2 separate regions of the Sus scrofa genome follow, and region 1 is linked to region 2. A link is a contact called in public Hi-C data. All regions are on one chromosome and are shown on one strand. The core of a region is the stretch at or near the end of the contact, and the rest is flanking DNA. Distances in the headings are between cores, read along the strand shown.

Region 1 (3,650 bases), core at 280-2,779, 160 kb before region 2:
GTCATGTATAATAAATTATAGAAACCGTAGCATATTTATAAACTATTAAGTGTATCATATTCACTTCCTAATGCTTACTGCAGTAGCTAAGAGAAATTTAGGTTATATTTTAGCATTAGTTAGAAGATTTAAAAAAAAACTGTAAAGTTCATTCACAGTATTTTGGATTTATGAAGGACCCCATCATTTAACTTGTGCAACCGATGTGAAATGCATAAAAAACCCTTAATAACCAGAAGGTGGCGTACGGTTTCACGGAGCTGCTGAAAACACCACAGTTCCTTAAATTTGTACCTCCACCCCTGCGGTGCACTTTTAAGGCATTGTAATAAATGCAAATAAATGATCAATCACTGATCTCTTAAAAAAACGACCCATAGACAACACTGAAGCTTGGCAATATTTTGAACATTCAAATAAAAAAGTCGGTAAGCCATTGCCATGTGAAAGTCTCTCTCCTGTGCGTTCTCTCCCATCTCCCTCCCACCACCCAGTTTGCTTAAAGGAAAAAAAAAAAAAAAAAAAAAAAGTTCCGGTTGAGTTTAAGTCCTAGGGTCTGACTCTAAGACCCTGGCTGCAATTCTTCTCCAGCCTTCTGTTATATTGAATTCTCATTACAATTACATCTGTCCAGACTTTTCTCCCAACGTGAGCATCAGTCCTTTCCCCGGGGGAGAATTTTCCAGTGCCGGCTGCAAGCATTTCTGTCTCCGCTGTCACAGCGGCTATCACAGCACAGACGTGAAGTTGATCGGAGTCTTTGTAACCAGTTCATCTGCTCCTTTCCTGCCTCAGAGTCCTCAGGTCCTGGTGCAAGAGAAACTTGCAAGGCAGCAACCGCGAGATGCTGTGTGTGTATTAGGGTCTCGCGGACTCAGGTGCTCTTTAAACGTCCGTTCTTGGATAAGGTCCTTATCCATCTCCTGGTCCTCAGTGAACTTTGATGGAATATTTCTCCAGTTTCAGAAACTGGAAGAGCTTGTCTTTCGTCCTCTTCTTCAGGGCCATCAGGGCTCGCGTTTTCTCCTCCAGATCCTGATCGATGGCGAAAATGATCTTCGCTCTCTCCTCTGCTTTCTTGTCCCCCGAGTTTTTGAAGAGCCTCTGGAGCGCTTCTTGGTCTATGTTTTCAAAGATGTTGCCCACGGCTTTCTTGCGGGAGGCCGTGTCGAAGTGGTAGCCGCGGATGGACGGGCTCACGCGCAGCGAGGTGGACATGCTGACGGCTGGGTGGCTTGGCTTTGCTTTCATCGATGATGTGGGAATCTTCGGGAATTCTGCTCCAAGGCTCTCCAGAGAGTCTGTAGCGAAATCGGTCCCGGGTCGGCTATTTAAAGGGTGAACAAAGCTCAGGGCTCAGATTACAGTGGTGACATCAGAGTGATCTGGAGGCTGAGTGATCAGAGACCGGTTTAACAGTTGAGTTGCCAAAATCTCCATCCCCTGCAAAGGGTTCCTAACAGCTGTGCTCAGGGATGGGGTTGAACGGGGGTGGGAGTAGGGGTGGGGGGGATTTCTTTCTCCCTAGTCGGTGGCAAGAGCATTAAACAGACTTGGGCCCTTCTATAGGGGAAAAAAAAAAAAAAAAAAAAAAAAAGCTGAAACCAGGACAACCACCGCCAAGATAAGAGACAAACAGTGTGGCTAACACCCTCAAAATCTTTCCAAACAGGACCCAAACAAAAAGTTCTGCTAGCAGCCTTAATTTCTAGAGAAGTTGCTAGAGGACAGTTCAAACATTTGGCAGCCCACACCGTCCCCTTTAGACATTGCTCCACAGGGCGATTCCCGGGCTATGAAGAGAAGCTTAACAATCCAGGACACCGATTCCAAATGGGAGTCTGTTCAAAACACAGACAGGACACAGCCTGAGTCCATGACAGTTCAGAGCCAGCTGCAGACAAGAGCTAATCTGTAATAACTGAATTAAATTGGAATTTCATAAAAGTAATAGTCATGACAGCCAACATCTCCTTAGGTTTAAGTACACATCAACAACAGTATCAAAAAAAAAAAAAATTAGGGAGGACAACTTCAAAGGCGCTTTATGTACCTAGCACCCAAAGGAATGAGTTGACATATTCCTTTAATGTTTATTTTGGCAGCACCCAGACATAGTCAGAGCAATACCTTCTTTGGAAGAATTTAAATGGGTTCTTCCCAACAGGAAACTCAACTCAATATTCTGTGATAACCTATATGGGGAAAGAATCTGAAAAAGAGTGGATGTGTGTATATGTATGACAGAAGCCCTTTGCTGCACAGCAGAAATTAATACAGCCTTGTAAAGCAACTACACTCCAACAAAATGTTGGATAAAAAATAAAAATAAAAATAAATAAATCACTTCTTTCCACATTCACGATATTCAGCCAGTCACTGTCCTCACTCATGAATGGAACATTACATGTTAAGTGTCAGTATCCCAGTACCCAGTGATTTCTCTTTGGGGACCTGCTGCTGGGTCCTAGGATGCTCAGAGACAGGGCCGGCCTTTGTTTTCCTCTCATCTAGTTATCTAGAAAAATCTGAAAAAATGTGGTGAAAGTACCTCACTTGAAAACCAAGTTTGAGACTCTTCTCATACCTTCATTCGTTCACTCATGTATTCATTGGACTCATTTTTCCATCAGTATTTAGTAAAGGGCAATTTTTATTTTTTGTCTTTTTGCCATCTCTTGGGCCACTCCTGTGGCATATGGAGGTTCCCAGGCTAGGGGTCTAATCAGAGCTGTAGCCACCGGCCTACGCCAGAGCCACAGCAACGCGGGATCCAAGCTGAATCTGTGACCTACACCACAGCTCTTGGCAATGCCGGATCCTTAACCCACTGAGCAAGGGCAGGGATCGAACCTGCAACCTCATGGTTCCTAGTCGGATTTGTTAACCACTGAGCCACGATGGGAACTCCTAAAGGTCAATTTTTAGCCGGAGTATTTCTAGGTAGTGGAAATGCAACAGGAAACCACACTAAACCAAAGAAAGGAAACAAAACATCCTGATCTTACCTTAATGGAATTTACATTCTGCTGGGGAATAGGCAATAGGAATACTTCCATTTAGAGTAGAAATGACTTCAGTAAGTAATACATGAAGCAGGTTTTACGGAACAGGCGGAAGAGTGCTGGGATTTACACAGGGTGATCTCTCTCTCTCTCTCTTTTTATGGCTGTGCCCATGGCATATGGAAGTTCCCAAGCCAGGGACTGAATCTGAGATGTGCTTCCAACCTATGCAACAGCTATGGCAACACAAGGTCCTTAACCCACTGCACCGGGCCAAGGATTGAACTGGAGCCTCCGGAGTGACCTGAGCCACTGCAGCTAGATTTTTAATCCACTACACCATAGCGGGAACTCTCAGGGGGAAGCATCTCTTAATGTGATGTTATGCAAAGACCTGAGCGGAGGTGTGGGAGTAAGCTCTGGAAAGGCCTGCAGGATGGGTGTTGTAGGCAGAGGAACCGCAAGTGTGAAGACCTCAAGATAAGAGTGTATACGTAGTGTATTTGTTGTACTTTGTATATTACTCAGCCATTAAAAGGAACGAAATACCAACATTTTTAGCAACATGGATGCACCTAGAAATTATCATGCTAAGTGAAGTCAGCCATATAATGAGACACCAACATCCAATGCTTTCACTGACAT
Region 2 (3,917 bases), core at 442-2,941:
CACTTGCAACAGCATGGATGGACCTAGAGATTGTCACATTAAGTGAAGTAAGTCAGACAGCAAAAGACAAATATCATAGACTATCACTTACATGTGGAATCTAATAAAAATGATACAAAATAACTTAACTAAAAAAAAAAAAACAGAAACAAGCTTACAGATTTCCAATCTTACAGTTACCATAGGCCAAAACATTGGGGGCAGAGAGAAAGAATTGGGAGGGTAGGAATTACACATACACACTACTGTATAAAGTAGATGATTAATGAGAACCCACTGTATAGCACAGGGAAATCTACTCAATAGTTTGTCATAACCTATATGGGAAAAAAGAATGGATGTATTTATATGTATGACGATACACTTTGTTGTGAACCCAAAATTAATTCAACATTATAAGTCAACTATACTCCAATAAAATTAAATTTAAAAAATACTCCCCTCAAAAAAAAAAAAAAAACTCTTAAGAAAACTATTTTAAAAAATGGAACCTAAACATGTACCTTGAAGAAACTGGCAATTAAATAATTTTACAGAATTATCTTTAATTATGCAAAAGGTACTCATCATGCTATGAAAAAATCATGAAAGTAACCTAAATGTTCAACAATACAAGATGAATTAAATACAGTTTTATGTGTTAAAAAAAAGAAAATGACATAGGATTTCCCTGGTGGCCTAGCAGTTAAGAATGCCGTCACTGCTGGGGCTTGGGTTTGATTCTTGGCCTGGGAAATTTGGCATGCCGTGGGGGTAGCCAAAAAAATTAAATAAATTTAAAAAATTGTTAAAAACCTGTCATTAGGAGTTCCCATTATGGCTCAGTGGAAATGAATCTGACTAGCATCCATGAGGACACCGGTTCGATCCCTGGCCTCACTCAGGGGATTAAAGATCTGGCGTTGCCATGAGCTGTGGTGTAGGTTGCAGACGCATCTTGGATCCTGAGTTGCTGTGGCTGTGGTGTAGGCCTGCCACAGCTCCAAATCAACCCCTTGCCTGGAACCTCCATATGCTTTAAGGCCCTAAAAAGACAAAAAACAGAAACAAAAAGCAAAAAGTCACCTGACATTAAAACAAACTCTCCTCTGCTGTTGTTGCTGCCACTTCTGTAGGCAATCACACTTTGCCTTATTTGTATTATCTGTCCCACATGAATGACTTGGTATTTAAATTACCTCTCTCTCTTTTTCTTTGTTTTCTTTCTTTCTTTCTATGGTATTTTTTTGTGTGTGCTGCACCCACAGCATGTGGAAATTCCTCGGCTAGGAATCGAACTCACAATACAGCAACAACCTGAGCTGCTACAGTGACAAGGCCAGATCCTTAACCCACTGAGCCATCAGGGAGCTCCATATATTACACCTTTTTAATGACCACACCCACTAAACAAATTAACACACAAATCAGCATCTTAAGAAACGTGCTCCAAGCCTCTATTCTTACCAGAGGATTTGGAAGAAGAAAGCCATACTCTTCAGAAATGTGAAATCTTTCTAAAGTCAATGGAGGTGTTGTCTTCAAATTCTGACTCTGTGGCTCCATAATTTTGTCTGAAGTATCCACACCGGGGCTGCTGCTAAGGAGACAACTGCTCCAAATGTATCAAAAGGCCAGGTTAAAGGAGTTTTCAAATGGTACCTTTTCCTCGCAGTTTTCTAGGGAACAGGGGAGAACCTTGGTCTGAGGTTAAATTCCACACTGTCCTGGACTTTCTCACGACACAAAGCTGAGTAAGCAAGGACTGCTGGTTAAAACAAACAGGCAGACAACTACCTCAAGTCAAAAAAAAAAAAAAAAAAAAAGAAAAAGAAAAAGAAAAAGAAAAAATCCCCTTTTTCTTTTCATACATGGGAATACAAAAAGATTGATTCTTTAAAGAAAAGATACAGGTGTTCTCGCTGTGGCTCAGTGGGTTAAGAACCCGACATAATCTCCATGAGAATTCGGTTCTGTCCCTGGCCTCGATCAGTGGGTTGAGGATCCGGCATTGCTCCAAGCAATGGTGTAGGTTGCAGATGAGGCTCGGATCCAGTGTTGCTGTGGTGTAGTCCTGCAAACGCAGCTCTTATTGGACCCCTGGCCCAGGAACTTCTATATACTATGGTGTGGCCCTTTAAAAAAAAAAAAAAAAAGATGCAAATGGGCACTTCTTATTTAAAAAGCAGAGACAGACTCACAGACTTGAAAAAGAAACTTATGGTTACCAAAACTGAAACATAGGATGGCGGAGTAAATTAGGAGTCTAGGATTAATCTATACACATTACTGTATATAAAGGAGATAACCCACAAGGACCTGCTATACAGCACAGGGAACTCTGCTCAGTACTCTGTCATAACCCAGATGTGAACAGAATCTAAAAAAGCATGCATATATATGTATGTATAGATGAATCCACTTTGCTGTACACCTGAAACTAATACACCACTGTAAGTCAACTATACTCCAATATAATACAAATAAAGCAGGTTGATTTTAAAACCAAAGATGTATCTGTTCTCCCTTGGGAAAGGGGAAATGAACAGGGTTTTTGGTGGCAGATGATCCCAGTCCCCTGACAGGAACTTAGTCCATAATGAACTTTGACAGCTGGATCTTTGTGTCAAAGGGGTAAACTATTAAAACTGAAAGTTAGTTACATTTAGACAAATATTTCAGTGATTGGACATGAGCGGACTGGGGAGACCCTAAATACATATCAGAACCTCAGAGGTGTTTTGTACAGCATATTCTAAGATTAGGATTATTTTGATTTTACCTTAAGTAATACCATTACTTATTTTTGAAAGCTTCAATGACAGTTAAAGGAGGATATATAATTCTGTTAAGTTTAACAAATGAGGTAACAGGTAATAACCAACTTAAGAAAAGCCAACAGAATATTTGATTTAATCCTGCACATTTTTTTTTTTCTTTTTATGGCTGCACCTGCAGCATATGGAAGTTCCCAAGCTAGGGGTCCAATCGGAGCTTCAGCTGCCGGCCTACTCCACAGCCACAGCCACAGCAACAAAGGATCTGAGTCTCCTTTGCAACCTATGCCACAGCTTGTGGCAATGCTAGATTCTTAACCCACTTAGTGAGGCTAGGGACTGAACCCACATCCTCAAAGAGACAACATTGGGTCCTTAACCCATTGAGTCACAATGGGAACACCTAACCCTGTACTTTCATTAAACATCTTTGAGAACGGAGCCCTAAGATGGGAGATTTTATATATGAACCAGATTCTACCAGATCCATTTTACAGATCAGTAAACTGAGGCACACCCATGTGAATAACTCCATGGACTGGAGCTCCACTAATTACTGGCTGAGTGAGTACTACAGTTGTGGTATCTTGATTTCCAAGCCATTCCCCTATTCACCAGTTTAGGCTGCCAGGCTGTCTGTCAAAGATGCCATCATGGTTTGAATTCACTTCAATATGGAGCCCATTGATAAGTTCCAGACCATAGATATGCACTGTGACAATTCTGAAGACTCTGCATTTTGTCCACTTGGACCCTGAGCTTAGGTCTTAAGGTTGTAAACAAGTTTATTTGGAAGCTAATTTGTCTACCCATGTCTTCTTCTCCCTTCCTTTCTCTGAGATAAGTATAAAAGCTAGGAGCAGAAGTGTTCTGATAATTCATGTAACAGTTTCCACAACCACGACCAAAGGTTCTACTTGGAAGATGGCATCTCAAAGGTACTCTAATTGATTTGTGGTTCATTAAACCCTAAGAGCCATCCTCAGTTATTCACTGCTTCTCAGCCCACACCCAACCAGTCTCAAAGATCAGTATCTTATGCCTCTTTTTTTTTTTATTATTATTATTAAATGCAGTTTGCCCAACTTCATGTGGTTAATCACCTACTTGTTCTTTACTTCAATCTCAGATGAAAAGAAGGCACAGTTATCTTTCTTTACA

The links. A called contact is a pair of places that touch in the nucleus more often than the background predicts.
Region 1: a Hi-C map of liver shows a contact between it and region 2, with 7 times the contacts expected there. The contact joins the promoter of C17H8orf4 here to the promoter of IDO2 in region 2. A contact is called at or near these places in 1 of 47 Hi-C or Micro-C datasets (liver) and 1 of 2 datasets of contacts at active chromatin or transcription factors (alveolar macrophages).

The regions. Positions count from the first base shown.
Region 1 is chr17:9,439,367-9,443,016 of Sscrofa11.1, reverse strand. It overlaps C17H8orf4 (protein C8orf4 homolog), which reads right to left and starts at 1,529. Exons shown (of 1, transcript XM_003360552.4): 1 at 1-1,529. The coding sequence starts at 1,251. The coding sequence ends at 931.
Region 2 is chr17:9,274,813-9,278,729 of Sscrofa11.1, reverse strand. It overlaps IDO2 (indoleamine 2,3-dioxygenase 2), which reads right to left and starts at 1,691. Exons shown (of 12, transcript XM_021077736.1): 1 at 1,447-1,691.